6 separate regions of the Mus musculus genome follow, and regions 1, 2, 3, 4 and 5 are each linked to region 6. The links are chromatin contacts, called in public promoter capture Hi-C maps. All regions are on one chromosome and are shown on one strand. Each heading gives the region's core, a stretch centred on a gene start, on an enhancer-like site or on the middle of the called end of the contact. The rest is flanking DNA. Distances are from core to core; before and after follow the strand shown.

Region 1 (4,687 bases), core at 61-2,560, 2.3 Mb before region 6:
AAAAAATTCAAAAGAAGATATTTGTGTTCAAACATACTTAAAACAACAAAGAGAAAGATAAAAATACTCTGGGTTTTCAACTATTAACACATTAAAACATCCCTCGATTTTTTTTCTAAGCCCATATAACTATTTTAGAAATTGGATTTTTTTTCGGGGGCAGTTAAAGAAGTATGTTTGGGAATGAACGTTGTGAAAACAGTCACTACCACCACCACCACCACCAAACCCAAGTGGCAGAGTCTATGGTACAGTTCTCAGCCTGTGGAGAGCCACCCCAAGCATCTCAGATATTTTGCACATCCGATACTTACATTACAATTTATAGCAACAAAATTAGTTATGAAGTAGCAGCAAAAATACTTTTCTAGTTGGAGGTCACCACAACACGAACTATATTAAAGGGTCGCTGCATTACGACGGTTGAGAAACGCTGCTCTAAAAACAGCTTGAGAGGTGGGGCCTTATGAGATCATACCTCAAAATTCCCAAATAGAGTAAGTACGTGTAAAGGAACCCTGAGAGTCTTAGAATCCACTTCGGTGATTCTGTTAGAGCTGTGCCCGCTTGCTGGGCTCTGGGTGGATGAAGTGATACTGAGTGACCGCTTGGGCCCCGAGCCCAGGGCACGTGGGAGAAGTGGAGGGCCTTCGAGTAAGCGAGCACGAGTTTGCAGCGTGGACTCATCCATCTCCCTGGGGCAGAGGTGTTTGAGCACCAGCAACTGAATGGGACCTGGGGCCAGAGGGCAGTTGGCCTCTTGCAAAGTCCGGGTCCCAGCTCAGAGCCCTAACCCCGAAACTGGCGCCACAGTCAGCCGGTGGAGCGAGATAAAGCGGGCAAGGTTCTGCAGGTCCAAATCAGGGAGTGGCAGCTCCGATAGCAGCGCACGGGCCGGGGCTCCCGGTGTGCTTGCACCAACTGTTTAAACTGCTTCAAAGAGCCAGGGCTGGAGCGACCTTCGGCAAACAGCTGCTAATCTCTAGCAAGGGGGTGCTGTCCTACAGAGGACTGGGGGGGCCGAAGGCCTCCTGCTCGCGCTCCGCCCCCCGTGCGACTTCAGCCCACCTGACTCCGCCATGCCCCGGACAGCGAGAGGAGGATCAACAGTGGGGGGTCGAGGGGAACGCGGGAACTCCGGCCGGAAGCACTCAGGTCCATGCCCCGCCCTCGGGCTCTTGCTCCTTCCACTGGCCCCCGTCTTGTCCCCCCCTCCCCTTGCCCCGCCCTAGGCCTTTGCGGGGGGCCCTCGGGTCCTTGCCCTGCCCCTGTACGCGATTCCAAGCTCTTGCCCCGCCCCTTACCCCGCCTCCATGCCCTTGTCCTGCCTCTGGCCCTTGCCTCTTGCCCTAGCCTTTTCTCCGCCTCTAAGTTCTTGTCCCGTCCCTAGGTCCTTGTTCCGCCCCCAGGGGGCGGGGGCGGGGCGGACTAAGGCTGGCCTGCCACTCCAGCGAGCAGGCTATCTCCTAGTTCTCCGCTGCTCGGACTAGCCATTGCCGCCGCCTCACCTCTGCTGCAAGTAGCCTCGCCGTCGGGGAGCCCTACCACAGCGTCCGCCCTCAGCATGATGGACTTGGAGTTGCCACCGCCAGGACTACAGTCCCAGCAGGTGCTGCCCCAACCTTCGGGCCCCTGGGCTGTGCCAAGAAGCCGGCAGGAGCTCGAGGGGATAGTGGCTCCGGGAGGGAGGGACAGTCTGAGCCAGGACTACGACGGCAGGGCCTGGGAACTGCCCCGCCGAGCTGGGAGGGCAACGGAGGATGTTGGGGCCGCGACGAGAGTGGGGTCCGAGCCTGAGGTCTCCAGGGGCGGCGAGGTTGGGGTGTGGAGGAAGCTCTGACTTCGTGGGGCCAGGCAGAGACACCACCACCTCGCTGGGTGGGAGGCGCAGAGGCGGGAGGGGGGTGGATGCTGGCGGTCTAAACCGGCGCCGCCCGGCCTTTTCCGGGGCAGCGTAGTTTCCCTGATTCGGTGCCGGTAAAAATGTGCCTAGTCACGGGGCCGCGCTCGGGGGAGCTGAGGTCTCTCCTCGGCGTCCGCCCGAAGCCCTCCCCAACCCCCGTTCTACGACTTGGTGAGCTCGGCCGTCTACGGCCTCAGCCCGAGAGCTGGTCTGTAAGATCACGCCTGTCCGTCTTGATCCAGAAAAGCCCAGCCCTCCGGGGGCGGAGGAGAAAGTCACCGGGTGGCCCTCGTGCTCTGGCGCCCCGACGGGCGGCCTGCCGGCAGGGCTCCGCACGCTCCTTCAGCCTGGGAACCCGGGAATGGCCTCGCGCCGGGCGCAAGGACGTGCAGACCTGGGCGGCGGGCTCCGAGGTCCGAGTGGGCCCCATGCTGGGCTGTGTGTTCTGAGTATGGTGACCCGCGGGGCCCCACGTAGTGTGCGAGGCTGTGGCTTCTGGCTGGCTTACATCGGCCAGTTGGCAGTCACAGAGGCCCTCGGTTGGCCCTTTCCTGCTCTATAGCGTGCAAACCTCGCTGCTCTGGGGCCAAGGGACAAGTTGGAGCTGTTGATCAGTTGCGCAATTGTTATTTTCCCCTGGGCGGCTTTGTCTTTGGATTTAGCATTACAGAGTTGTAATACCAAAATGTATAAGGCAGGATATTCTGGTCCTTGCCGTCAAGGGTAAGAGTAATAGATTAGAATTTGTTGCTTTTTATACTGTTGCAGAAGTTTTGCTTTTAGACATTTATTTATTATCCCTCGCTTGTGTCCTTAATACATTTTTCTTTGCTGTTTGAGATTCTGCCTCAATTTTCTTAGCATGTTGCGCACTTTGAAGACAGCGAATGGGACGCTTGCGTTTCATAACACTTTCTTGCTAAGTTTTGAAGATTGTTATGTAAGTGAAAACCAGTTTCTGGTTATACTTCAGGCAGTTTTAAAGAAGTAAATGCTTATGTTGGCACACACGCGCGCACACACACACACAAAAGAGTCGGAATTGGATTTTTAGGAAAAGAAACCATTTAACTCCAGGGAATGTATAACTCGGTAAAGAGTAAGTTAGTTTAAATGTAAAGCTTTCGGCTGACCTGGAAGGTCCTGGTGTCAGTTTTTAAGTTACTGACAGTGCATTAATTCTACCCCTCCCTTGAACTTGGCCCCGAAATGATTGGGGTTGTAGCCTGGTTTTCATTAGGATGAATAAGTAAACTGTATTTTCTGATTTCTGCTCTTCATGAGTAATCAGAAGGAATGCTTCCTGGCCACAGGATACACGGTGCAAATGAACTTTGACTGTAAAGTTTTTTTTTTTCTCTTTCCTGTGTAGAATAACATTTCATTTACAAAAATGGCAGCTGTGCTGCTTTCTTTCTCTGCCGTGTGAAAGCTTTGTTAGCCGGACATTTCTAGTTCTTTCCAGACATTGATTTAAATATTTGAAGACCTTGAAGAAATCATTTAAGATCATAATTCAGCTAAAAAGCATTGTTTGATAGTCCAGAAGGATTTGAATTGAGTTACAGATTTAAAGACATGGTGAGAGTGATTCAGCTGTGGCACTGTAGCATTTTGTTTTAACAGTGCTCATGGTTAGTAGACTCCATGGTTCTTCAGCACCGGGTTGCGGGGGTGGGCATCCATTACTTTCCCACTGGTGTCTAGGAAAGATAAAATACTTTGTTGAAGGCAAGAGATGAAGTTGATCTTGAATAAGACATATGAGATTATTTTTAAAGACACATTCGAGATTGGCCTCTCCAGAATGAAGGGAGAGAGAACAACTTAAGAAAAACTTGACTTTCTAGATAGGTGACACATCTCTGAATCTCTGAGACACTACAGAAAAGCCATGTGTAGGTGGATAAACACAGCTACATCAGTCTCTCTGCCTTAGAAATAACTAGGACCACTTTGGAATTCCATTTGTACTAACAGCGGTCCTTACACAATGCTGAGGAACAACCCTCTTTTAGAACTGACAGGAAGCGTTGAAAGCCAGATATACATTTATTTTTACTTAGGATGCGTCACGCTCAGCAAAGCTACAGGAAAAGGGAACACTTGGGTAGTTACCCTTATTTCTAGACCTTTCCTCGGTCATGATCCAGCATATTTAAAAGATTTTCATAAATACATCATTCTTAATTTTGTCTTGAACCAGGGTTAGCTTGAAGATGCAGGGAAAACTAAGAATTTCCGTGCTAGAGACTTGTTAAGGTTAGTGGACACTCCCTTGCAAGTCAAACAATAGTATAATTGCCTCGGATGTATAATTTCTCAATAACCCCACCACCACCCAAAGACTCTTTATCCTCCCTTTCCAGGTTAGGAGAGAAGCACGCAGAGAGGCCAGTACTCCTCCAGGTGACCCAACTGTTTTGTATTATAGATAGAATTCAAATTTAGCCTAACTCCAAGGGCTTTGAGTCTTTACTTCCAAACTGGACCAAAGGACATTTAAAGCAGAACCACAAAGCTTTGGTAGATTGGAGAGGGCTGGAGGGAACCCAGGAGGCGAGACTGGGATGATAAAGGCTAGGCTCTACACCCTTTGCACTTACCTAGGTTGTTAATAACCATGTGAGAGGGAGTGGATCCTTTCAATTACAGCAAGAATGAGTAAACCGGCAGTGGGCTGGAGCCTGTGGTCCTGTCCAGGAAGACAGAGGCAGGTCCAGGCGGCTTTCATTTGGAGAGTCAGGATGGTTTCTTCCTGTAATAATCATTTTAAAGCAGTGT
Region 2 (4,191 bases), core at 748-3,247, 2.0 Mb after region 6:
TGCTCTTCCAGAGGTCCTGAGTTCAATTAGCAACAACATTATGGCTCACAACCATCTGTAATGGGATCCAATCCCCTTATCTGGTATGTGTGGAGACAGCTACTTTACTCATATACATAAAATAAATAAATAAAATCTTAAAAAGAAAGAAAGAAAGAAAATAGTAGTTGGATGTAGTTATGCTCCCCTTAATCCCAACACTCTGGATAGAGAGGCAAGGTGGGTCTCTGTGAGTTTGAGGGTACCCTGGCCCACAGAGCAAGTTCCAGGACAGCCAGGGCTACACAGAGAAACCCTGTCTCAAAACAAATAAACAAAAGGCAACCAACTAAACAATAACCAAAAAAAAAAAAAAAAAAAAAAAACCAAATATGGTTGAGGTCCTGGGTAAACACAATCGCTAAATGTCTGGCTTTTACTGGGCTCTGATATTTTCAAATAGCACATATTTATTGATAGACACAAGTATTCATGGCATGTATATGATTTTATGAATTAAGTAGATTTAATTTTAATACTATAATGACAAGAAATCTCATCACTTCCTTCCCTCTCACAAAACCCATGTCGAGTGCACTAATGATCAGTTTTAAACAAGTCAACCATGTTTCTTTTAAAAAGACTTATCCCCTTGCCTGGTCTCAAAGATATTGAAAAGTGAGCACACGAAGCCTATAACTGGTGGGTGGGAATAAAGGCAATATACTACTACAGGAGACATCATCAGCTTGTTACAAATTTTCTTGTAATAACCCAGGGATAATCAAATATTGCAACATTTAAGTATGATTGAGCCAAGGGTATGATATCTACAATATGTAGGATTGCTATTTAGTTTTATAACTTAAAATGGTCTATGATAATGGTGGCAAAGAAGGTCTTTGCAATAAATAACTACTTATACACATACTTCATATGCATATATGTGTATTTATATCCACACTTTACAAATAGGACCATGTCTAGCACATGGAGGATTTTAGTAAATATTTGGGTGAATATCAATATGAGAACTAATAGGATCTTTTCTCCCCTTCTTTTTTTTTTTTTAACAATTTTTAATTTTATTCACCTTAGTGCTTAGATGAAATGTGGAAAATAGGTGTTGATTATCTTTCTACCTTTAATGAGTTCTGAGGAGCCTCAGACTGAGCTATCACCTCGGATCCGCACCCCTCTTCCCCCTCCACACACCCCCCCCCCCCCGCCTCCCTCCCTTCCCCTTTCTTACTTCTCCTCTATTCCTTTCGTTTTTCTTTTCTTTGAAGACGCGTCTTATGCATCCAGGCTGGCCTCTAACTCTTATGCAGCCGAGGATGACATTCCGATTATCCTGCCTCCATTTCTCAAGCCTGGGGATTACAGTCGGATACTACTTCGCCAAGATAGAGTTTATGTGCTACTGGGCATAGAACCCGGGACTTCCAGCATGTTAGTTAGGCACTCCAGCAACTTAAGCTACTTGCCTGGCCCTCACATATCTTAATGGCAAGCCTCAGTTTTAGAGACATTAATTTAGCTTAAGGCAGGGCTGGGAATTCACAGAGGAATTGTTTCCTGTAGAAGAGAAAGTCAGCATAGCAAGTACCAGCTCCAAGATAAATAAAGTTGTTTTCTATATACATTGTACAAAGAATTTGGGTGGTTAAGAGAGTGAAGCGAATCTATTAATAAACCATTAGGGATATCCCAAGGAATGTTAATTCAGGAGCATATTTCTGAAGTTATGTTTACTTAGGTTTTCCCTTTAAAAAACCTAACTAATCATTTTCCTTATCAATATTTGTCACTGGTTGTCATAAACTCATTATTAATGGGACAAGCTCTCATATGCTTCCAACCTTGCTCAATACAGGCCCCAAGTGTTCCTTTAAGCCCCAAGAGGGAACCGACTTTGGCTGAAGCCGGTGCCCAAAGCCACACCCACTGCCAGGCCTTGGGACTTGGGGCTGGCCCAGAGGAGCCTCTGCTCACACTGCGCGTTGGAATCCGGCGACCGGAGCTCTGGTGTCCCCCGCAAGAGGTGCGACTGCCCCGCCGGCCCGCTGATGGATCAACCAAGGCCACTCGGTGCGCACCACCGACGCGCTCTAGCTCATTTGCATATAGACGGGCGCGGCGCTGCGACAGGAGGGAGCGCGGGCGCGGCCCCGGGCCGTGGCGCGCGCGCGCCCTGACAGCTCGGCCCAGCTCGCTCACTCGCTCGTTCCCGGCTTCCGAGCACAGCATGGCGGTCAAGGTGACTCCAACTCTCTGCTGCTGCTTTTATTGCATAAGAGACGTTCCAAGGGCCCCGAGTGCAGCCCCCCGCCTCTTTCCGTTGCTTTCTTTGCCTGGTTCTTAGCCAGTGCGTCCCGGGGCTCTAGATTGCGGGTGGAGAGCTGTGCTGGGCTTGGACCGGAGCGAAGAGGATGCCCGGCTGGGGGAGGGGAAGGAGGAGGGATCGTGAGTTGGAGGGGCTCCTGAGGACCATGGTCGGGAGGAGGAAAAGAGTAGTGTTTTGTCCTAGGTACATGGGATTGCGAGCACAGAGTTGGAGAGCATCAGAGAGGGACTGAGAGTCAGCGGGCAGGAGAACCGGGGATACCCAGGGCATCCGCGGTGGGGGAGGGGGTGGGTGTTGTCATTTGGGGCCACAATACAGCCCAGGGCACTGGTTGACATTTGCCTGGCAGGTTGTCAGATGTCGAAAGTATCCGTATTGTGGCAGCTCTCAAGGTTTAGGTCAGATGGAGAAAGGGTCGCCAAGATGACGATGTACTGTTTCTGCTTTCCACAAGAAAGGCTGCTAGGCCCGGCTATTAATTTGGCTGTTTTACATCTCCTGTTGCTCCTCTCTTGAGGCTCTCAGGATTTGTAGCTTGGTGGTTGCTACTGTATTGCTAGTAGTTGTGGAATAAAGTAAACGATTACATTGGTTTCCCTTTCCAGTTCACAGGAAGTGCCGTCTGTAATTTGCTCTATCTTGCACTATTCACACCCTTTTCTCCCACCCCTTAGCCGTAGATCTCCGGTTTGACAGGTGTTATCAGCAATTAAGCTTTGGGTTTGTTTTTAGACTAAATGACCTTATGAAAGATAAATGAGTTGTTAGCAGATGTAAACTATAATCTAAAGAGATTATGTGGTTTCTAGCTAAGCATTAACCAGTCATTCCCCCCCCCCCCTCAGGTGCATACAACCAAACGAGGTGATCCTCATGAGCTGAGAAACATATTCCTCCAGGTAAGTGAAAGAATTTTACATCAGGGAAAGAATGGGAAGAACATGATCGTTATTCCTCTTTAAGCTCTCTAACTTTGAGAAATGCTCTTCTCACAAACATGAGTGGAGGATGTCCTTTGTACTTGGTTTGTTTTGGTTTTTTTTTGAGACAGATTTTCCTTGTGTAGCTCTGGCTGTCCTGGAACTTGCTTTGTAGACCAGGCTGTCCTGGAACTCGGAGGATCTACCTGCCTCTGCCTCCTGAGGGCTGCGATTGGCTCTATACCCGGCCGTTTGTACTCTTAGTAAGAACGGATTGGAAAATTTTTCTTTCTATTGGGGATTGATATGAGGTTTTCCTGGAGTTGCTCTTTTTGTTTGCATGACTTAGGATGACTTATAAAATTTTCCTTCTCATAAATGTCTATGACATTTGTTGCACAGATAATTTATGACTATTGTAGTTGCGCTTTCTCCTCCCACTTATTGCAACCATAGATGGGGATGGGGGTAGGGGTTGGTACAACATGTTTGCTTTAGATTCTTTTGTAAGGAGGCTGGTAAGATGACTCAGTGGATAAAGGTGCTTTACCCAGAACCCATATAAATATCGAAGGAGAGAACTAACTATATAAAGTTGTCCTCTGACTTTCATATATCTGTGCATATGCACCAGTGCTCACACATCTGCTCCTTATAATAATAAATTATTTTTTAAAAAGGGGTGGGGAGAGATGGCTCTGCAGTTAAGAGCACTGTTCTAGAAGACCTGGGTTGGATTCCCAGCACCCATATGGCAGCACTCAGCCATCTGCAGTCCAATTCCAGGGAATCTGTCATCTACTTCTAGCCTCTGAGGACATCACATCACATGCATGTGGTGCATAAACATACACACGTTAAAAAAACGGAAGTCTTGCCGGGCGGTGGTGACACACGCCTTTAATCCCAGCACTTGGGAGGCAGAGGCAGGCGGATTTCTGAGTT
Region 3 (4,798 bases), core at 2,175-4,674, 2.3 Mb after region 6:
ATGGAGAAATATATGCCAAATAAACCTCTTTCCTCCCCAAGTTTATTTGATCATGGTGTTTCCTAACAGCACAGTAACTCTAAGACATATTATTTTGACTGCGCACTTGTGGATACAAAAAGAAACACTCTTTATGCCTACTTTATTCCTTTCATAAATATTAAATATATGTCTATTTCTACTATCTTTGAACATATATCTTCCAGCAACTTCAAGGTAGCCTGGGAAACATTTCAGGGGCTTTGCCAGTGCCCCCTCTCTCAGGCCACCATCCCCCAAACTACATACACCCTCTTTACCTAAACAGTGAAAACTGTATCCTGGATGCTTACTTTGGAAACAATCTTGCCCAAGCTGTCCTCAAGCAATCCCCCTTGCCTCAGCTTCCCTGGGCTGACGCTACAGGCCCCTACCCCACCTCCAGCTAGTCTCTACTCTGACAACTACTGAGATGCAGTCATAGATGTCTTTTTTTCTTTCTAACTGACGAACTTTAAAGTTCAACTACTGAGAAGAGAAACAATTTCCAGGATGACATTTTATTCACCTCTGGTATTCTCTCAGTAACTCAAAGGTTTAAATCAAACTGAATGTCACAGGAGTGAAAGCAATCTCATGTGACTCTAACTGTGGGTGCCACCCTCTGCAACAGAACGGTGAAGAACACCTGCATCATTTATCACTGCGACAGCAATCAATGGCATTTACTCTGACTGAACTTTTTAAAATCAAAATAACTGTCTCTGACTTGGGAAGGCAACACCCTGGGTATGAAACGGTGCCTAAGAGTCACTGTTAACACTGCAAGGCAGAGGATGGGCATCATGAGAATGGTGTAAGAGAATGTCCAGACTGCCACTGCTAGAATCAGAGGCTTATAGACACTGCCTTCTGGAAAATTGAAGAAATGAAAGGAAACCACTTAAAGCCTTTGGCTGTTTTCGTAAAAGCATAGGGAGAAGCATTTATTCCAGAAAATCTCCTGGAATTCAGTAAAGACAGTGGAAGCCCACAGTGTTTGATCCAGGCATGTTCCCCTGCATCCTTCTTCTAGCTCAACAAGATGCTATCACAGCTCTAAACTGTTATGACTGACTGAGTGCCAGGATCTGTCCCCTGCTGCTCTGACTTGGAAGGCAATCTCTGGAGAATGGGAAGGGTGACCCTGTTTTCATCCAGCCCAAGCCATGAGTTGTTGGGGCTGAGTCCTACCTTAGTATAGTTGAAAGTTGGGGCTCCCATGGAGACTCTACCTTGGGTATAACTACAGTGTAGAGTAACAGGGCCCTAACTACACTTTTCTTTGTAAGGTCCCGATTGGCCTTATCTTTCTTTCCTGGCCTGAGCATTCCCTCAGCTTCCTAAACTGCTCAGCTTTTTCTGTTAGGGGAGTCACTGCATTGACTCCCATGACCAGCTCCGTGGAGTCGACTTGAAGACTGCCTGGGAAAAGAAGCAGGCCATGAAACAGCCCCAAGTTCTTTCTAATAAAACTGACTTTACCTGCAACAGATGCAGAGAATTTCAAGTATGTGTGTACTCTGTCAATCACTGGAAGTTACATCCAAGGGCGAATCGAGGGACATGGGTAGATTCACCAGCACTAAAGGCTAATAAATTGTAGGTTGGGCGATTTGCCAAAGAACCAAAAAAAAAAAAAAAAAAAAAAGATACCTCCTGGAGTCAAGGCAAACCTCAAAAATCACTAGTCTCTCTGACTTCCAGTTTCTGATCCCACAAGAAAAGAACTTAGGCGTTATTAATCACTTCTGAGATAGTTCCAGCTGGTGCCCTGCAAGCATGAGGACCGGAATTTAGATCCCCAATACTCATGGTTTTCCTAGAGTTGTGGAGGTGGAGACAGGCAAATTCATAGCACTTGCTGACCAGGCTGTCTACAGGTATTCTAGCTTCCCAGTCCAGTGAAAGGAGAACCTATCTCAACAAGGTGATTTGCTCCGGAGGAACAACACCACTGAAGCTTGGCACACAGAAAAATGCCCATAATTCTTACAGATGCAAAGTGAAAGATAAAGAGCGGCAATTCCATAATCCCTTAATCCAGGTGACGGGCATGGAAGCATCAATTCACTGTGTCGTTCTCTTCAGTCTGACCTTGAATGGATGGAGGCTGGCTGTTAAATACTATTTATCTACAAATACTATACTTTTGTTTGAACATTTTTTTTCTCTTGGGAAAAAAAAAAAAGTACTTCTAAAACAAAATGCCTGTCTCCTAAGCAGCATCTAATTATTTCACAACCCATTTTCTGGACTCTGATCTTTAAATGGGTATAAAACAGCAAACTGTGCTGAGAAACGTATTATTTTGCCTGTGCTATAATTTTGTGTGAAATAAAAGTATTTACAAAGATGAAGTCCGAAACTTTAGACTTAACGAGTTTTTAAGATCACATGCATTTTCCACCTAGTTTTATTATGGACTCATTTTTTTTTTTTTTTTCATCTTCCAATTTCACTAAGTACTAAAGAAGCCACGTGGTTCTATAAAAACTAGGGTCAGGTGGATTATAGCAAAAAAAAAAAAAAATCATCACCAAGAATTTACCTGCTGACACAGCACCGGTAATTGTCAAAATATATTCTTCCTCTCTCATAGGCTATAGGTGACTTGGAATGAGTTGTCCAAACATTCTTAAATTTAGTACTCTCCTGAAAGACACAAAGAATTTCAGTTTAGGAAAGAACTCAGTCCCCTGCTATGGAACCATTTTCGGTGGGTAGTTGAAATCTACAGTTTTAAAGTACATTGTTTCTCCTTTTTTTTTTTTTTTTTTCTCCCTCTGCCCATAGATGTCGGTTTAGTTGGATGCCCAAGTTTTGAATCGATTGTTTGCAGGAAGGCAAAAGAAGCTTTTTAAAAACTACGCCAGGCGGCGGACCTGAGTACCTATTTTCTAATACCCTAATTGCGGGACACGGATGCCCCTCCCCACGTAAGACCCTCAAAGGGGTATCAGAGCGCGTAAAAAACTGCAGCCCGGCAGGAGGTTGGACCCCGGGCACCCCGACTTCGGCGGGCGTCACCTGGCACACCAGCGCCCGCAGGATGCCCAGGTTCGTCCTCTGCACCACGCCTGCGTCGCGTGCATAGAAGCCCAGAGCCCGGCGACTCAGCCTGCGGCACACATTGGCCTTCCGGGTCCGGCCCATGGAGACTAGGGGTCCGCAGGGCCCAGGAGGGGCGCGCCCCTCACTTCCGCGAGGGGTGGCAGCCGCCACCTGCGAACCTCAAAGGAAGGCTGACGCGGGACCCCGCGCTGGGGACTCGGGGCAGAGATCAAGAGGTAGCGACACACGGATTTGACGCAAAGGAACAGAATCAACGGCGCCTTCCTGGCCCTTCTTTCTGCTCTCGGGATTAACGCTGCACCTCGCGGCCCTCCGTATCCACTCCCTCTCCCGGAAATGTAGTCCCCTTGGCCTTTTCCGCCCCTATGGCTTCTTTTTCAGAACTACAATTCCCGTCAGGCAGAGCGAGGGCTGGCCTGGCCCCGCCCCACCCCTCCCTGCCCCTAGCCCGCCTCTCCTGGCCCTAATAGGCTGCGCCGTAGGGCTGCGCAGTGGGTCGGGTAGCCTTCCGGGCTGCACGCGGTAAACCTGGATAGCTTTGGTGGGTGCTGTGCAGCCACCTGGTGGTGTCGCTTCACCTGTGTGTCCCAGGAAGCAGTCCCTTTCTGCCCTGGTCGTGGGACGACTGCCAACCCCTCCTTTGGCCCTGCAAGGCTCTGGCCACGCGTCCAGAGGGGCGTTGTGGCCAGTGGGACCCTCCAAAGGTACGCCCCGTGGCTTTCCCTCAGCCGCACTTGGGACGTTGTGGATGAGGTTGACTTCAACATTTAGTTGTGTAACCACTATGCTTTTGTATGGTAATTAGTGGTGAAAGTTGCTGTTTTTCCCATCAAAGTAGGATTGAATTTCTCCTTCCCAAAGGCTCGTCCTTGTGTGGCCAGCGGGGACCCTGACTGGTTTTGTGGTAATTGCTGTGTTTTCTTCCTCCTTCCATTTTTCCCCCTTATAGGGAATAAAATATGAAATGTTTGCATTCTTATTGAACTGCCTAAGATAATCCAGGTTGACTTCTCTAAGTAAAAAATAACATTCTCTGTGAACTAGCTCAGCCTGCGTGTTCAAAATTACTAACATACTAAAAATTTCCGTAACTGTATACCAAATGCGACCCGTAACCTCATTGTAAACCCCTTTAGTGTGGTGTCTGCATCTCCCACATAGACTTAATAGACTTGGCATGCCACTCCGTGATCTTAAGTGCTTAAAGAAAAAGTCAGTAAGCACACCAGCTTTCTGATCGACAGAAGTACAGTACAGGATGGATGTGCTGGATCAAACGTTAGCCGTTTCATTTTGTTGTTTTAAATGGAAAACTCTTATACCCTTGATGCATTTCCTTCGGGGTCTGGCTTTTTTGTTTGTTTGTTTGGTTGTTTTGTTGGAGGTTTTTTTTTTCCCCCCCTGATATTTCATGACCTGCTTATAGCATACGGTGGAGTGAGTGCTTTGTATATTTTTAGAAAGCTCCACAATAGTTAATTTGGTCATTCATGAATGCAGCTGTCACTGAAATGCTGGAACCCAGAAAAATATAGCTGGATTTTCTTTGGCTGAAGCGAAATGCAAATCATTGCTGAATTGCACTCATCATTTCCTTTTTGTCTTTCTTGTCGCAGCTCTTGTCTTTCTGTGCTCTCCCACCATGGCTGAGCTTTGGTTTCTGTGCTTGTTTTTCACATGACTTCTAAGATGCCACTATGCTCCA
Region 4 (4,686 bases), core at 2-2,501, 2.3 Mb before region 6:
TTAATGAACGCATTAAGACAATTCAACACAAGCCCTTAAAGGGGGCTCACTTTCTTCCATCTTCTGGAAATATTAGTTAGAACATTCAATATGCAGACAGCCACATACCAGAAACCCAACTACCCAAATTCACGTAAAACCCCTTTATTCAAGCCTCGCATAAATGAATTTGACAATACACAAAAAGCATCTCTATACACACAAAATTCTCGTAATCGTGGTATTTTCTAGTGTGGTCGCAGTTCTCTAAAACCAAAATCCAGGAAAACCAAAATCCGGGCCAATCCGAAGTATGAGAAATTAGATCAATAAAAATATTAAGCTCCAAGTAAACACATCTACACTCAAACCCCCGAAATGGTTAAGACTTCAACCACAGGACGCTGTAAATACTCTCATTCCAAATACTTGAGCACAAGCAGCGGGTTAGGAAGCACCTTAAAGCAGCAAGCTTTTCAGTAATGTATCCCCAAATGAGCGCTGAGAAAATCCGGCCCGAGTATTGCGCGGATTGTCATCACCCAGAAGGCCCGCCAAGGCCTAGATCCACGTCGGGAGCACCCCAGCGGAAAGCACCGCGCCCGGAGCCTGGAGGCCATCTGCGGCAGAAACGCCGGGCCGCCTCCCGCCGTCCCCTCCAATCCCCGCGCACTCCTTCTTGGCGGCGTAGCCAGGCGGCGGCCATTGCGGGCCACTGCGCCATTTCGTAACGCGGCGGCGGCGGATCAATGTCAATGCGGCCGCCGCCCGCCTGCTCGCTCGCCCGGATGTGCTCCTCCCCTCCCCCACCGCCTCCTCCCAACCGCTCCCGCGGAGGCCCGCCATGCCGCCCGCGGCCTCGCTAAGTCAGGCCGCGCAGCCCGAGGGCATCCTCGCCCGGCTGCCGAGCCACTCCCCGGCCCCGCCGCGTCTTCGAGGGCTGCCGGTGCGGCCGACCGAGAGGACCAGGCCGACGGAGGGCCCGGAGGAGGCCACCCGGCCCGCTCCCCTCCCCCTCCCACCGCCCTCAGCGCAAAGCGCGGGACGATCGTCCCGGTCTCCCCGGCCTCCCCACTCCCATCGAGCCAAAGCCCCCCCATGCCGGCAACTACCCAGCAACCCCCCGCTCTCCCCCTAATACCTCCTCCCCCCGGCGGCGGCGGCGACGGCCGGAGTCAGGCTGGGGGCGACCGGGCGGCGGTTTTACCTCCATTTTGAGACCGGACTCGCCTCTTCCAACTCGAGTTCAATATGGGACCGAGAGGAAGAGGCGGGGCCAGTCACCACGTGATGTGCTATCCGCGCGCCGCCCGCCCACTGGGGGCGGAGTCATGAGAAAGCGGAGCGCGACTGGTCCACCGCGTTGGCGGGCCGAGGGTGGAGAGCGGGGATTGGGCCGCCGGCGGGAGCGCGCGCGCCTCGCCAACTTCCAACGCAGCGCCGCCTTCGCCGCGGTTCGCGCCCGGCAGCGACGCTTACGTCAGCGGCAGCTCGACCAATGGCGAGAGCCCACGTCGGGAGAAAGCCGCGTGACCGCGCGTCAGCTTAGAGAAAGGCCTTTCCCTTTCTTCTGGCCCCTCTCGCCCCTCCCCCGCGCGCCTGCGGGTCTCCATTTCCGAGTTCACCTCCATTCCAGAGCCAAATGGAAAGTCACGCTTTTCTGACTTGAGACTTAAGGTTGTAAGAAAGCCAGTTGACCATCTTCGCCTCCCTCGCGGCTTTCTAAATGTCGAGAGCCCAGGTTTGGAAAAATGTGACTGCGCCGCCTTCCTGGGAGACCCACACTGCAAGTCGCAGTCGGGGCACGTCTCACGGACCGCAAAACGCGGCTGAGTTACTGCGGTTTTCACCTTAGCAGCTTGCACATTTACAAATTAAGACAGTCTGGGAGGAAGAAGCAGAGCCACTTGGGTATAGAATTGAGAGAATGGAACGATTTCCAACGTTTCCAAAAGGCTTCTGGCCATATAGGCCCTCTACCTGTTGGCTAGAGATTTGTTTCTTATTTAAAGTGGTCATCAGTTTCGAGTTTTAGTGTGCAGTATATGAACGAAATAAGTCGAATCGTTTATTTGCTTAGCAAAGGGATTTGGAACGATTTGGGTTTTTAATCAAATAAAAGCAAACATAGGATTAGGTAGTCTCGAAACACCCACTGTAACGAAGAATGATACCCCGGATTCTAATAGTATGTAAACGCAAACACTGTTTTTATTCTGTAGAAGTCCAGCATGCTGGGGTCTCCCGTTACCAAGATAGAGCCTGAAGTGAGCCCGCAGGACCAATTTAAAGCACCTTAGTGGAATCCTGGGGTAGGTGGGCTTTGTCTTACTCTGTCTCTAGGTATTCCAGAACCATACTAGGGTATGGTGCCTGGAAACTGGCTGAGGAATCTGGGGTGGGGGGTGGTAGGCTGTGTCTTATGCTATCTCGAAGGACATTCCATTACTGGGGCGTGGGGGCTGGCTGGGAACTGCTGACCCATTGTCCTTGTTTCAGGCCAGGTGGTGGGGCAGTTTCTAATTAGCTGCCTGAAGCCTGGGTTTTTAGACCTCGTCTCCTTAGCTGCTAATTTGAAGCCTGTCGTGGACTTAGCCTAGCCTTCTCACAATAACAACTGTAAATTAAAAGTCTACAGATTTGCTAGTCGTGGTATGTGTCACCTCTAGGCTACTCTGAAGGCAGAGGCCCATGCCTCTCTAGCTGGCTATGTGGAGTTTCAGGGAGCCAGTGCTATAGAGTGAGACCCTGTCTCAAAAGAAAAAAAAAATCTGCAGATCTCATTTAAATAAAGTTATTGAGGGTAAGAAAAAAAGCACAATTGACAAGCCTTCTTTTCCTGCAACAAATTGCATATTTTAACATTCTGCATAGCAAACTCCTTTGCAATTTATCTGTCTCTCCCAGTGAAAGATGAGAAATGGATTCAGATGGTGGCACACACCTTTAATCCCAGCAGTCAGACATGAGACCTAGGCCTGGATCCTCATCTCTGCAAACTGGGCAGGTGACACAGCTCCTAATCCCTCAAACCCACAGCATTTAGGGATTGGAGGTGGGAGATTGAAAAAACTCAGAGCAGCCAAGTGTGGTGTCTCAGGACTTTAATCACAGCAACCAGGAGGCAGATGCAGAAGGATCTCTGGGGGTACCAGGCCAGCCTGACCTACATCTAGCTCTAGGATACAGAGACCCTGTCTCAAAAGGGCTCAAGGACATTCACAGCTACAAAGTGGGGTATGAGGCCTCCCTGGGCTACATGATACCCTGATTCTAGTTTGCTTTATGTTGCTGGGTAATAAACGCCATGACCAAAACCAACTCAAAAGGGGAAAATGTTATACTTCCAGGTCATGGTTGTCATTGAAGGAAATGAGGGCAGGAAGTGAAGCAGAAACGATAACCAATCTTTGGCTGGTTTGTTCTCTGGCCCATGCTCAGATACCGATCTTTTTTGATCCTTGGTTTTTCAAGATGGTTTTTGAGAGACCAAATTTTGGGGTTTAGATTCCATCTTAGAAAACCTGACCTAGCTGGGCACTGGTGGCGCACGCCTTTAATCTCAGCACTTGGGAGGCAGAGGCAGAGGCAGGTAGATTTCTGAGTTCAAGGCCAGACTGGTTCACAGAGTGAGTTCCAGGACAGCCAGGGTTATACAGAGAAACCCTGTCTCAAACAAACAAACAAACAAACAAAACCTGACCTAAGTTTAAACTCAAGTAAACTAACAGGCCAGTACCTAGTTCCAGTTCCCAGGCTACCCCCAAACAAGACCTGCCTCTCCAGGTTATTCCCCAATAAGTCTACACCTCCAGGTTACAAGCCCTCCCCTGCCTAATAACCACCAATTAAAAAGAAAACAGAAGCCGGGCGTGGTGGTGCACGCCTTTAATCCCAGCACTCCGGAGGCAGAGGCAGGCGGATTTCTGAGTTCGAGGCCAGCCTGGTCTACAAAGTGAGTGCCAGGACAGCCAGGGCTACACAGAGAAACCCTGTCTCAAAAAAAAAAAAAAAAAAACAAAAAAAAACAAAAAGAAAACAGAAGTTAAGTTTATGGTTTGGCTCCTAGCACCAGCCAGTTTTGCTAAAGGCCACAGTATCAGCCCAATTAGATGCTTGCCAGGCTAGAAACAGTCACTGCTCGCTTGCCATTTTCTATATAAAACCTTCCCTTAATGAGTGTTGGGGGCTTTTCTTCACCAGAACTGTCCTGTGGGTCTGCAGTGTGTTAAGCCCCAAGCTTGAGTTTGTGAATAAAGACTCTGGTGGGATTGCATTGGATCTGCACCTGATTGGTCTTTCGGGGTTCTTGAATACTTCCTTGGTGCTACATTTTGGTGCACAGGCCTTGAGGTTCCTCATGGCTTTTAGGACTATGGATCTAGAGAGTGATGTTGGCAAATCCAGTCTAGGTCTGTCTATAAATGTGTTTGTAGTGCTATGATAAACTTCCTGTTTCTTTCCTGTCTGTACGTTAAAAATGGTTTCACACAGTGTGGTCTATGCGGTTCTTTGTTCGTAAATTCTGAGTGGAGCCACATCTGTAAATCTGTTCTGGAAAAGAGGCCTTGAATTTGTATCTGTGTCCAAGATGCAGTTAAGGTAGATTTATCAGGGGGTCATGGCCAAGCAGGGCCAGGAGAAGTCGAGAGACCCAATTGGGGTGGGTGTAGGCTCGGAGAGCCAAGGGCGCCACACCAGTTTTAT
Region 5 (4,233 bases), core at 1,336-3,835, 2.6 Mb after region 6:
TTGTTTTTCTGCTCAGCTCCTTATAACTGGGAGAGGTTTCTTTAGAAGGTGATAAGTGCATTATCTTCATCACAAGCCACAAGAAGGCAAGAGCAGCATCTGTAACGTCCTTCTCGGGCAGCAGCCACAGGCAAAATAGAACTGAGGTAGCTCGCCTATGCATGTGCCACGCACCTCTACTCATCACTGAAAAAGACAAAACAACAAAAAAACCCAGGGTGCACAAAACGTTGTCAGGAAGGTATCTGTAGTCCAGCCTAGCCTGGCATTCAAAGCAATCCGCTCGCCTTTACCATCCAAGTGGTGGGACTAAAGACTCGAGCCACCTTGCTTTTCTGCCTTGGGATTTATTTACAGTTTATGAGGAATGGAACTCTCAATGAAAGTCTTGGAAATGACAGGAGTCACCCAATGAGTCTAACCATCTTTGTTATAGATGGGAAAGTTGATTTTTTTAATAGTTATTGACATTAAACTCAGTTCTTTTAACTTCCTTCCTGTTCTGTGTCCTTTATGATACAGTGTGCAAACTAAGCTTACTCTTAAAAGAAAGAGGGGCTGGGGTAGAGGGTTTGCCTAGCAGGTATGAAGCACTAGGCTTGATCCCCAGTATATAGAAGACCAAGCAAGCAGAGTATATATATACATATCATATAAAGTCATAGATAAGCAACCAAGACATGGGTGTATGTCCATACAAAGGCTTGCACACGAGTGTTCATGGAAGTATTAAAGTAGAAAAGGGAGAATGCAAATGTCCATCACAGTTCAAGGGATAAGGCAGGATATATTCGTACAAGAAAATGTAACCATATGGCTATTAAAATAATTATGTTCAGGGAAACCACTTTATGTCCAGAAGAAAACACTGGACACTTCATCTAAAATTCAGGAAAATTCAAATTACTCCGTGGCATAGAAAGAAGATATATGGCTCTGAGGGGGATGGAAATGGGGCAGGTAGGAACCTCAAAGGGGTGGGGAGAAGGGAGTTGAGTGGGCAACAGATGTTTGCTACTGATTGTACAAGGGGCATCAGAGCTGTATACACCCTACAGTGTGAACTAAAGCCACACACTTTACAGTGAGTTCTATGTCAATAAAGTTGTTCAATTTGTGAGTTCTTAGGTTTCAAAAGCAGAATGTGACTGAAAACAAGAATCTGAAGCACAGGAACACCCCAGTGACTTCTGGCATAGCTGACAACCAAGGCTCTATTCTGGGAGTACAGTTTATCTGAAGAAAACATTACGATGAGAAATGCAAAGTCATAAAAATAAAAAATAGAAATGACATTTTGGTCCCCCTGGTAATCATGTCATTTCCTTATGCCTGCACAGTTGCTCTATAGCATAATCATTTTAGTGTTCTATTCAATTTGGTTTAAAGAGAGCAGTAACCTTGTCGTATTTTTCCTGGACTACCAGACTTGCTCTTTTATGAACAAGATGGCCAATCGCTGGTGTGTGTACGTGGGTGTGCAGAAAGCTATGCTCTATCTATAAATTTTAGCAAATGCTGTAATTTGTTTTGGGAATTCGTCGTCAATACTCAACAGCGGCACCAGAAACTGGAAATTTCTAGAAACTATACCTTCTTCAAGATGAACACTATAGTTTTTTTGTTTTTTGTGTTTTTTACTGTGAATTCAGTAGTCAACATTTTCTATTTAGATTTTCCACTTCTGTGAAAACAAAGAACAAACAGCTATACCACACACTCAGGCTACCCCACCGGTAGGGTTTCTCAATTCTTTTGGTAGATTGTTTTAAGGAAAGTTTTATTTTCTTAGGTTCTTTTTTTTTTAATTCCGTGACTACTCCTGTTTTGCAGATGGATAAGTGCACACTGCTCTTTCTTTCTTTTTCTTTCTTTCTTTCTTTCTTTCTTTCTTTCTTTCTTTCTTTCTTTCTTTCTTTCTTTCTTTCTTTCTTTCTTTCTTTCTTTCTCCTTCTTCTCCTTCTTCTCTTTCTTCTTTTTCTCCTGAAGGGCAAGAAGCAACTCTCAACTTTTCAGTTCCATTTTGAGACTCCGGAGCCAGGCGAGAGCAGAGGCGTCTCGGGCAGGCTGGGTGTGGGGCGCGCTTCGGAGCAGGCGCGCCGCGGCGAGGGGGAGGCAGGTGGCAGCGGGGGCGCGCCTCCCTCCGGCCGGCTCCGCGCACGCGACTCGCCGCTCCGCGCCGCGCCGCGGGCCCCGCGCCTCCCAGCGCGCTCGCGCCCTCCCCGCCCTCGCCCCGCCCGGGCAGGGCCCTCCCCCCTCCCCCCTGCCGGCCCCGCGGCCGCCGCCGCCGCCGCTGCTACCGGAGGCGCAGGAGCCTCGCGATAGTGTTTGCATTGGCGGCGCGTGACGCCGCCGCCGCCGCCGCCCGTAACTGATGCAGAGGTTACCCCGCCGCCTCAGCCGCCACCCACCGCCCGCCACCGCCCGGGCGACGCCGGGGCCCGACGCACTGCAGAGGTGCCGGCAGGTTCCGCCCGCGGAAGTGGCCTCGGTCGGCGCGGCCCGCGCTCCGCCCGCGCTCCGGCCCCGGCCCCGCGGCCCCGGCCACTCGCCTCCCCTCGGCGCTACCCTCCCCGCCCGCCCTCCGCCCGGCGCGCTCCCTCGGCGGCGCGGCGCTCCCCTCCCAGCCCTCGCGCCCGCGCTCGCCCTCAGCGCGGCCCCCGCCATGACGGAGGCGGGTGCCGGTGCCGCCGCCGTCGCAGGGGGGGAGTCGGGCTCCCAGAAAGTAGCTTGATGAGTGTCCAAAGTAGCAGTGGAAGTTTGGAGGGGCCGCCATCTTGGTCCCGGCTCTCCACGTCTCCAACCCCGGGCTCGGCGGCGGCGGCCAGGTCCCTGCTGAATCACACGCCGCCATCCGGGAGGCCCAGGGAAGGTAAGCGCCGCCGCGCCCTCCCGCGGGCTCCCTCGGCCCGCGCGGACCCCGGGCTGGGGTGGGGGGTGGCGGTTCGCGGGCGGGAGGCCTGCCCTGGCTCCCTGAGCCTCCTGGCCTCGGGGCTCGGGTGGGTTTGCCCTCGCGGTGCAGCCTCGGCGCGCGAGCCCCCTCCCCTAGCCCGCACTCCTCCCATAGAGGCGGTCCCCGCGCCGCAAGCCGGGCCGCCGGGACCGGTTAAGATGCCCCTCGCCCGCCTCCCGCATGCTCTGGGCTGCCTCGGATCCGAGTCGGATCCCCATCGCGGCCCCTAGAGCGATCCCAACGGCAGACCGACTCGTGGGCAAGGCTGCTCGTGCCACCCCCCCCCCCCCCCCAGATGGTTGCAACTTTCCTTCCTTCGCCATCGGCTCCTGCATGTTTGAACGTTATGCTCGTGGGTTGCAAGTACGCTCGTGTTCCTTTCTGCCCAAGGGTGGTGGGCTTTTTTTTTTTTTTTTTTGGTGGAAATTCCTGCTTGAAGGTTTCTGCAAAACACGCACTGAGATCGGTTACAATTGTTTTCTAAGTTTTCTGGCTCCTTGCATGCAAGTGTTCTGCCACCAGATGTAGCAGTCACACAGCTAGTAAGGCACCTAGTGCTTTTGACTAAAAAATGAACTTGCTGCCTTTAACTTTAAGTATACTCCATAAAATGGAATTCGGGAGAACACTCCTTTACCAGGGAAGAATAAATTTGCATCGGATCTCTTTTAACGCCCTTTTGTCTGGAAAATGCGAAGTCGTATTCGTTAGCAATCGGTAAATGGGCTGTTCGCTCCCGGTTGTCTCGCACAAGGAGATTATCAGCACCTTTAAAAAAAAGAAGAAAACGTTTGAAAGTCCAGCAGTCTAGTAAGCCTTGTAAAGAAATTCAGAGCTTCGGTTTATGAGTCGTTCGGATTATTGTATTTTGAAAATATGTCTATATTTATTATCCATAGCTTTGGTAATTGCTAATCAAATGTTTCTTGCCCGGATCCAGTGGTTGAGGCATAGCATTCTTTGTCATTTTGTTCCCGTGAGCATGTGTGAAAGTGACAATAGGCTCAAAGATTGACGTGAATATGCTCTAGAAAATTCATGGGAAGATTTGATTTATGGCATCCATTAAACATGCCGAATACGTTGACAGACATTTTCCCCTTTCATCTCACCCTGACACTGATTTTTCATTAAAAGAAATAAGAGCTTATTTATTGAATGACTTAAATTAATAATCTGAGTTTTTCCTTCTGTTCTTGAAAGTTTATGTACATGTATAAGCTTGAAAATTTGTAAGTTTAAAATTTAAAGTGTGTGTTGTAAATAGGGCAGTTGGTGCT
Region 6 (4,770 bases), core at 780-3,279:
CTCCAGGAGTGGGATCTGACCCAAGGGGTTTTAATCAGATGTCTAAACTCCCAGCGCCTCTGACGGAAGGAAGGATAAGTCCAAGAGATTGTTATAGATAATGCCTCAGGGTTTCCAATTTTAGGTCTAGAAGCAAATTCACTCTTTGTAGCCCCTTCCTCCTTTGTAAGCGCATTGAAATAGTTCTTCATTTCCAGATAGCAGAATTTCACAGCTGGGAAATCTATTAGAAGCTCTCTACCTGGCTTCTTTCTCCTTATTTTAGTGGATGAGAACAAACTTAATGTTCCCCACCTCCTCTTCTTTACCTCTCTCAGCTGTCCGGCTCTACAGTTCTTCTGTAACACCCCTCAAACTTACTCCATTTGTACTACCATTAGCCCAGAGTAGGTTATTTCCTTGTCTTGGCTAGTCCCAAAGTCACCATACTGTCCTTTCTGCCTTTCATCTCTCCACTTATCCTGGGAAGGCTTCCAGATCATAAGGCACAAAATCCACTGACATGTTCCAGTGTGGGGAAATTGTACCAATCTTACTGTGCTGTCAGAGGATAAACTAAGCTAAGCTAACACAAGGAACTCCTACAGGTTGGCCTTAACTTTCCTTTCTAGGCCTGTCTTTCAATAATCCTTTAAAAGTCAAAGTTCACTAAATATTTAGTTTGACTAATGTTCATAGTTTCAAGGCAGGAATCCATTTAGCCTTGAGATAACAGATGTATTGTTTTTTTTTTTTTTTTTTTTTTTGCAGTTAGGTTAATAGTTAAAAGTGAGAAAGACAAAAAATGAACCAAAAGGGAGTAAGCTACATTTTAAAAAATAGTTTCAATTCTGCTCACCTTTCCTTAGGCTTCATATCCTTAAGCCAGCTCTTGGCTTTTCTTTTCTTTTTTTTTCCCATTTTTTATTACATATTTTCTTTATTTACATTTCAAATTTTATCCCCTTTCCTCATTTTCCCTCGGAACCCCCTTCCCCCATCCCATCTCCCTTCCCGGCTTTTATTTTCTTAGTAAACCATATAGTAACTTAATTTAAAGGTGCAAATAGTACTGTACTTTGTACTAAAACTGCACAGATTAATAGGACATAGTAGTGGCCAGACAAAACAGTAAAATTTGCAAAGCAAGATTTCTTTTTAAGAAATACTTACAAAATCACTGAGATCAGGCTTTAAATTAGAAATATTTTTTGTTTCAGAAAATGTCTTCATTTTCACACGTTGACTTCGAGAAGCCCCAGTAGACTTCCGAGAATACTAGGAGATTCCTGTCTGTAAACTAAGAGCATACAGCCAGAGTTCCTCCACAACAGAAAAAGAAGCAGTCGCTGCTGGCAATGTATTCTAAATCAAGCACACAACTAAAGCTTATATTTTAATCTCTTTTGATTTAGGAAGGTCAAGATCATGCTAGCTTGGGAAAGGTAGAAGGCAGGGTTTGAACTCACATCCTTGCATTTATAACTCTATACTATGCAATGACGAGGCTAACCAGGAGAGGAATTGACAGGATTACTGGAAGCTGAGGTTAACCGAAATGATGACAGGCCTTCCTGAGTCTGAGCAGAGGCGGAGGAAACCAATACTGCCAATCCCCACCCGGCCGCCATCTTGTGGGAAGAGAAAAGCCGGAAGTACAGCTACGGGAGACCGGCGGCCAAGTGGCTTTGGCGGAGGCGAAGCATAAGGGCAGGGACTGGGCTGTGTGGCCTCGGGCACCGGGGGTGGAGCGGTGTCGCTTGTCCTTGGGGGCGGGGCCTAAAGGCGAGGTGGAGACCCGCATTCGGGCCTTCTGGCTAGGGGCGGGGCCTTGGGGTGGAGCCCCAGGGCGGAGTGCAGTGTAGCACTGGAGCTTAGGGGTGTGGCCTGACGGCGGGGTGGAGATTTGAAACGCGGACCTCCATGCTGGAGGCGGGGCCTTGGGCGGGGCGGGGCCATGTCCTGAGCTTGGGGGCGGGGCCTCACGGCAGAATGGAGACCGGCTTCTCTGACCTCCAGGCCAGGGGCGGAGCCTGAAGGCGGGGCGGAGGCGGGGAGGAGGCACCGGGCTGCAGACGCCTAAGGTAGCTGACAGGACCGCAGCGGCTCACCCCTCCCTTTCTCGGAACGTGGTTGGGCATCTGCCGCTGGCACACGCCGCTACAAGAGGGTTCGGGGCGGGAGATGACGGCGGTGTGCTCGCTGCTTGGCCCTCTGTGAGCATCGGCTTCCTTCTCCTTGCAGCCGGAGCTGCAGACCTAGCAGGTGAGATGAGCCCCAGTTGCGTTTGCAATGGCCCCTGCCCCTGGGGTCCGGACCAGTGGGCAGCGCCAGGCTGCCCTGGCGCCTCGGCTAGCTGCTGCGCCTGTCCGCCTCTGCTCCACAGAGCCTGCGCCTGAAACCTGCGGGAACACTGGAGATGGTCTGCTCACAAGGGACGACTTGTCCCCTCTGGTGCCAGAGCTGCGGTCCCCAGGGTGCGAAGCACCCCGTTGCACGTGTGCTCACATTGTCATCTCGGACTTTTTACTTTAGCCCAAGGTGGCCTTCGTGTCTGCCCCTCCTGAGCACCTCGGGATCTTTGCGCCAAATTTTCTCCCATACTTCTTTACGGAGCACCTGACGTTGTGACTCCCATGCCCTGGCTTTCCACTTCCACGGGTGTCAGCTGCCCTCGGTATCATCTATTTGGTCAGGGACTCTGCACTCCTTATCTTGGCGGGCCAAAGTCTGATCCTGCAGATTGACAAGGGAAAAGGCAGTGACTGGAGTGCCTGTTGATGTTGAAGAGTGCTTTTTATAGTGCTGCAAGGCATTAGGCTTTTCTCCTGTCTAAAGGATAGGAGTGTTTGAGAAGAGAACAGCCTCAGTTTAAAGCTTTTTCTTTCAAGTCAGTACTGCAGCACATTTGAACTTAATAGCATTTAACCTACAATTTCAGTGCTTTGGTCATGTTATCTAAGTCAGATGTAATGCGACTAGATGGTTTGTATACTTCGTTTTCTAGTGTCTGGCCCAGTGAATTGGCTTTTCCAGTGATAGGACAACTTGTTTGTTCTGCAACAAGTCTTGTTTTTGTAGTTTAAAGGACTGGATGACATTTTTAAAACTTCCTTTGTTGTGGTTCTTGTTAATCTTAAAATGTGCATAAGAAGCGGTTTTTCGTTTTGTTTTGTTTTCATGTTTAAAATGGTATGAGATAAAACTTCAGAGTTATTTTTAGTTTTTTTTTTTCTCCCTTCCTTATTTTGAGACAGCTGCTAATTTAAGTCCTGGCTGGCTTTTCTTTGTAGCTGGGCTTGAACCCATGGTCTTCCTGCCTCTGCCTCACTAGTGCTGTGATTACAGGTGTGTGACATTATGTCAGACTAGAAGTCATTTTAACTTTCATTTGCCTCGGGAACTGTTTATAACACTGGAAAAATTGAAAGGGGGAAAAGGACAGATTACTTTTAAAAAGTTTCATTTAATTTTCAGTTAATTGGAAGTTGAACCTGGAAGTTGTTAAACCTCTTGGCCATCACCTTCACTGTCAATAGCCACTTAAGATCAAACTCAATTCAACTCTTAATTGCTGGGTATGAAACAGAGGCTGGTAACTTCATAACACATTCTAAACTCGTAACTTTGTGGAATATCTAGTATGTCTACTATTGAGGATCTTTAATATTAGGCATGTTTGTATAGCTACTTGTGACAATGAATGCTGTTTACCTTGTTACCGTTTTAATCATTATCATTAGGTCTGCAGTCTCTCTACCCACCTCTCTTACCCACTTTGGTTTATTCTGTGTACGCTGTCTGTTTTTTGAGACATCGTCTCAATGCAGCCCCGGTTGCTTTTGAACTTGTATTGCTCCTATTTCTGTCTCTCAGGACTGGGTTCCTAGCATGGGGCACCATACTTGGCATTAGAACTATTGCTCCCATTTCATGAAGACCTCCTCTGTGATGAGCTGTGCACAGTACATCCTTTCCATATAGTGTTTCGCTAAGGAGTTTTCCCACTCGTTTCACAGTTAAGGAAACTGACTCAGGGAGGCAAAGTAATTGACCCAAAGAGTTGATAAATGCTAAGGTTCAAAGTCTACAACAGTTTTCATTATCTATTGTTAATTAAGATTGTTGTTTAAGCATGTGCGCTTGCGCGCGCTCTCTCTCTCTCCTCCCCTCACCCCCCACGGTTACATTGTTGTTCTTATGTTGTCCAAATATGGGATTGTGAGATATCCAAGCAAAGAAAAATAGGGATTGTGAGTTATTCAAGCAAAGAAATCTAGGGAACTTTGGAAAAGGCTGGACCAGTTTCTTACCCCCTTCCTTACTCCCTTTCTAAGGACACATTTCTTAAGGGCGCCAATGTTTTCATACTCAAGTCTGATTGTTGACCAGCAACTTCAAGGATGACTGTGTGCCAACCAGAACCTGCCTGTGTAATTCAGTGCTTATTTGGAAAGATCAAGTATGTGAATATTGTAGGATTTGTTTCTCTTGACCACTCCTGCCTAATCCTGGTAGAAAAAAGGAAATACTTGTCTTAATCCCAATTAAATATAAGGTTTTAAAAGGGTTTGGTTTCTAGAAAGCAACACAGGGAATATTCTCTTACAGAACCCTGTGTATTAGTTGCTCTTTGGTCTGCCACCCACGTCTTTTGAATGTGGTGTGGGTGTTTGAGAACTTAGCCCAAGCATTGTAAATGACACCAGATTTTTTTCTACCATCTTATATAAGGATACTTTAGATGGTAAACCTAGAACAAGGACTTAGAAATTGGCAATTACTGTCATA

The links. Promoter capture Hi-C pulls out the DNA fragments that hold promoters and counts their contacts.
Region 1: a contact with region 6 is called in a promoter capture Hi-C map of pre-B cells, with 8 times the contacts expected there. The contact joins the promoter of Nfe2l2 here to the promoter of Gpr155 in region 6. A contact is called at or near these places in 5 of 39 promoter capture datasets (the C10 cell line, hippocampal neurons, liver and 1 more).
Region 2: a contact with region 6 is called in a promoter capture Hi-C map of pre-B cells, with 2.3 times the contacts expected there. The contact joins the promoter of Slc25a12 here to the promoter of Gpr155 in region 6. A contact is called at or near these places in 3 of 39 promoter capture datasets (hippocampal neurons, liver and pre-B cells), 1 of 115 datasets of contacts at active chromatin or transcription factors (astrocytes) and 1 of 9 other capture datasets (adipose tissue).
Region 3: a contact with region 6 is called in a promoter capture Hi-C map of liver, with 5 times the contacts expected there. The contact joins the promoter of Dcaf17 here to the promoter of Gpr155 in region 6. A contact is called at or near these places in 3 of 39 promoter capture datasets (liver and pre-B cells).
Region 4: a contact with region 6 is called in a promoter capture Hi-C map of pre-B cells, with 10 times the contacts expected there. The contact joins the promoter of Hnrnpa3 here to the promoter of Gpr155 in region 6. A contact is called at or near these places in 4 of 39 promoter capture datasets (the C10 cell line, hippocampal neurons, liver and 1 more) and 1 of 9 other capture datasets (adipose tissue).
Region 5: a contact with region 6 is called in a promoter capture Hi-C map of pre-B cells, with 2.7 times the contacts expected there. The contact joins the promoter of Tlk1 here to the promoter of Gpr155 in region 6. A contact is called at or near these places in 2 of 39 promoter capture datasets (liver and pre-B cells) and 1 of 9 other capture datasets (liver).

What each region holds. Positions count from the first base shown.
Region 1 is chr2:75,701,286-75,705,972 of GRCm38.p6, reverse strand. Nfe2l2 (nuclear factor, erythroid derived 2, like 2) reads left to right here and starts at 1,310. Exons shown (of 5, transcript NM_010902.4): 1 at 1,310-1,609. The coding sequence starts at 1,565.
Region 2 is chr2:71,365,561-71,369,751 of GRCm38.p6, reverse strand. Slc25a12 (solute carrier family 25 (mitochondrial carrier, Aralar), member 12) reads left to right here and starts at 1,997. Exons shown (of 18, transcript NM_172436.4): 1 at 1,997-2,239; 2 at 3,172-3,225. The coding sequence starts at 2,228.
Region 3 is chr2:71,054,370-71,059,167 of GRCm38.p6, reverse strand. Dcaf17 (DDB1 and CUL4 associated factor 17) reads right to left here and starts at 3,424. Exons shown (of 14, transcript NM_001165980.1): 1 at 3,049-3,424; 2 at 2,570-2,673. The coding sequence starts at 3,174. It overlaps Mettl8 (methyltransferase like 8), which reads left to right and starts at 3,562. Exons shown (of 10, transcript NM_145524.3): 1 at 3,562-3,797.
Region 4 is chr2:75,655,824-75,660,509 of GRCm38.p6, reverse strand. It overlaps Hnrnpa3 (heterogeneous nuclear ribonucleoprotein A3), which reads right to left and starts at 1,251. Exons shown (of 11, transcript NM_053263.1): 1 at 1,187-1,251. The coding sequence starts at 1,192. It overlaps Gm39859 (predicted gene, 39859), which reads left to right and starts at 1,573. Exons shown (of 3, transcript NR_166143.1): 1 at 1,573-1,720; 2 at 2,202-2,291.
Region 5 is chr2:70,823,832-70,828,064 of GRCm38.p6, reverse strand. Tlk1 (tousled-like kinase 1) reads left to right here and starts at 2,585. Exons shown (of 20, transcript NM_172664.3): 1 at 2,585-2,872. The coding sequence starts at 2,734.
Region 6 is chr2:73,383,739-73,388,508 of GRCm38.p6, reverse strand. Gpr155 (G protein-coupled receptor 155) reads left to right here and starts at 2,029. Exons shown (of 17, transcript NM_001190297.2): 1 at 2,029-2,244. Gm13707 (a long non-coding RNA gene) reads right to left here and starts at 1,659. Exons shown (of 9, transcript XR_866430.3): 1 at 1,153-1,659; 2 at 1-59.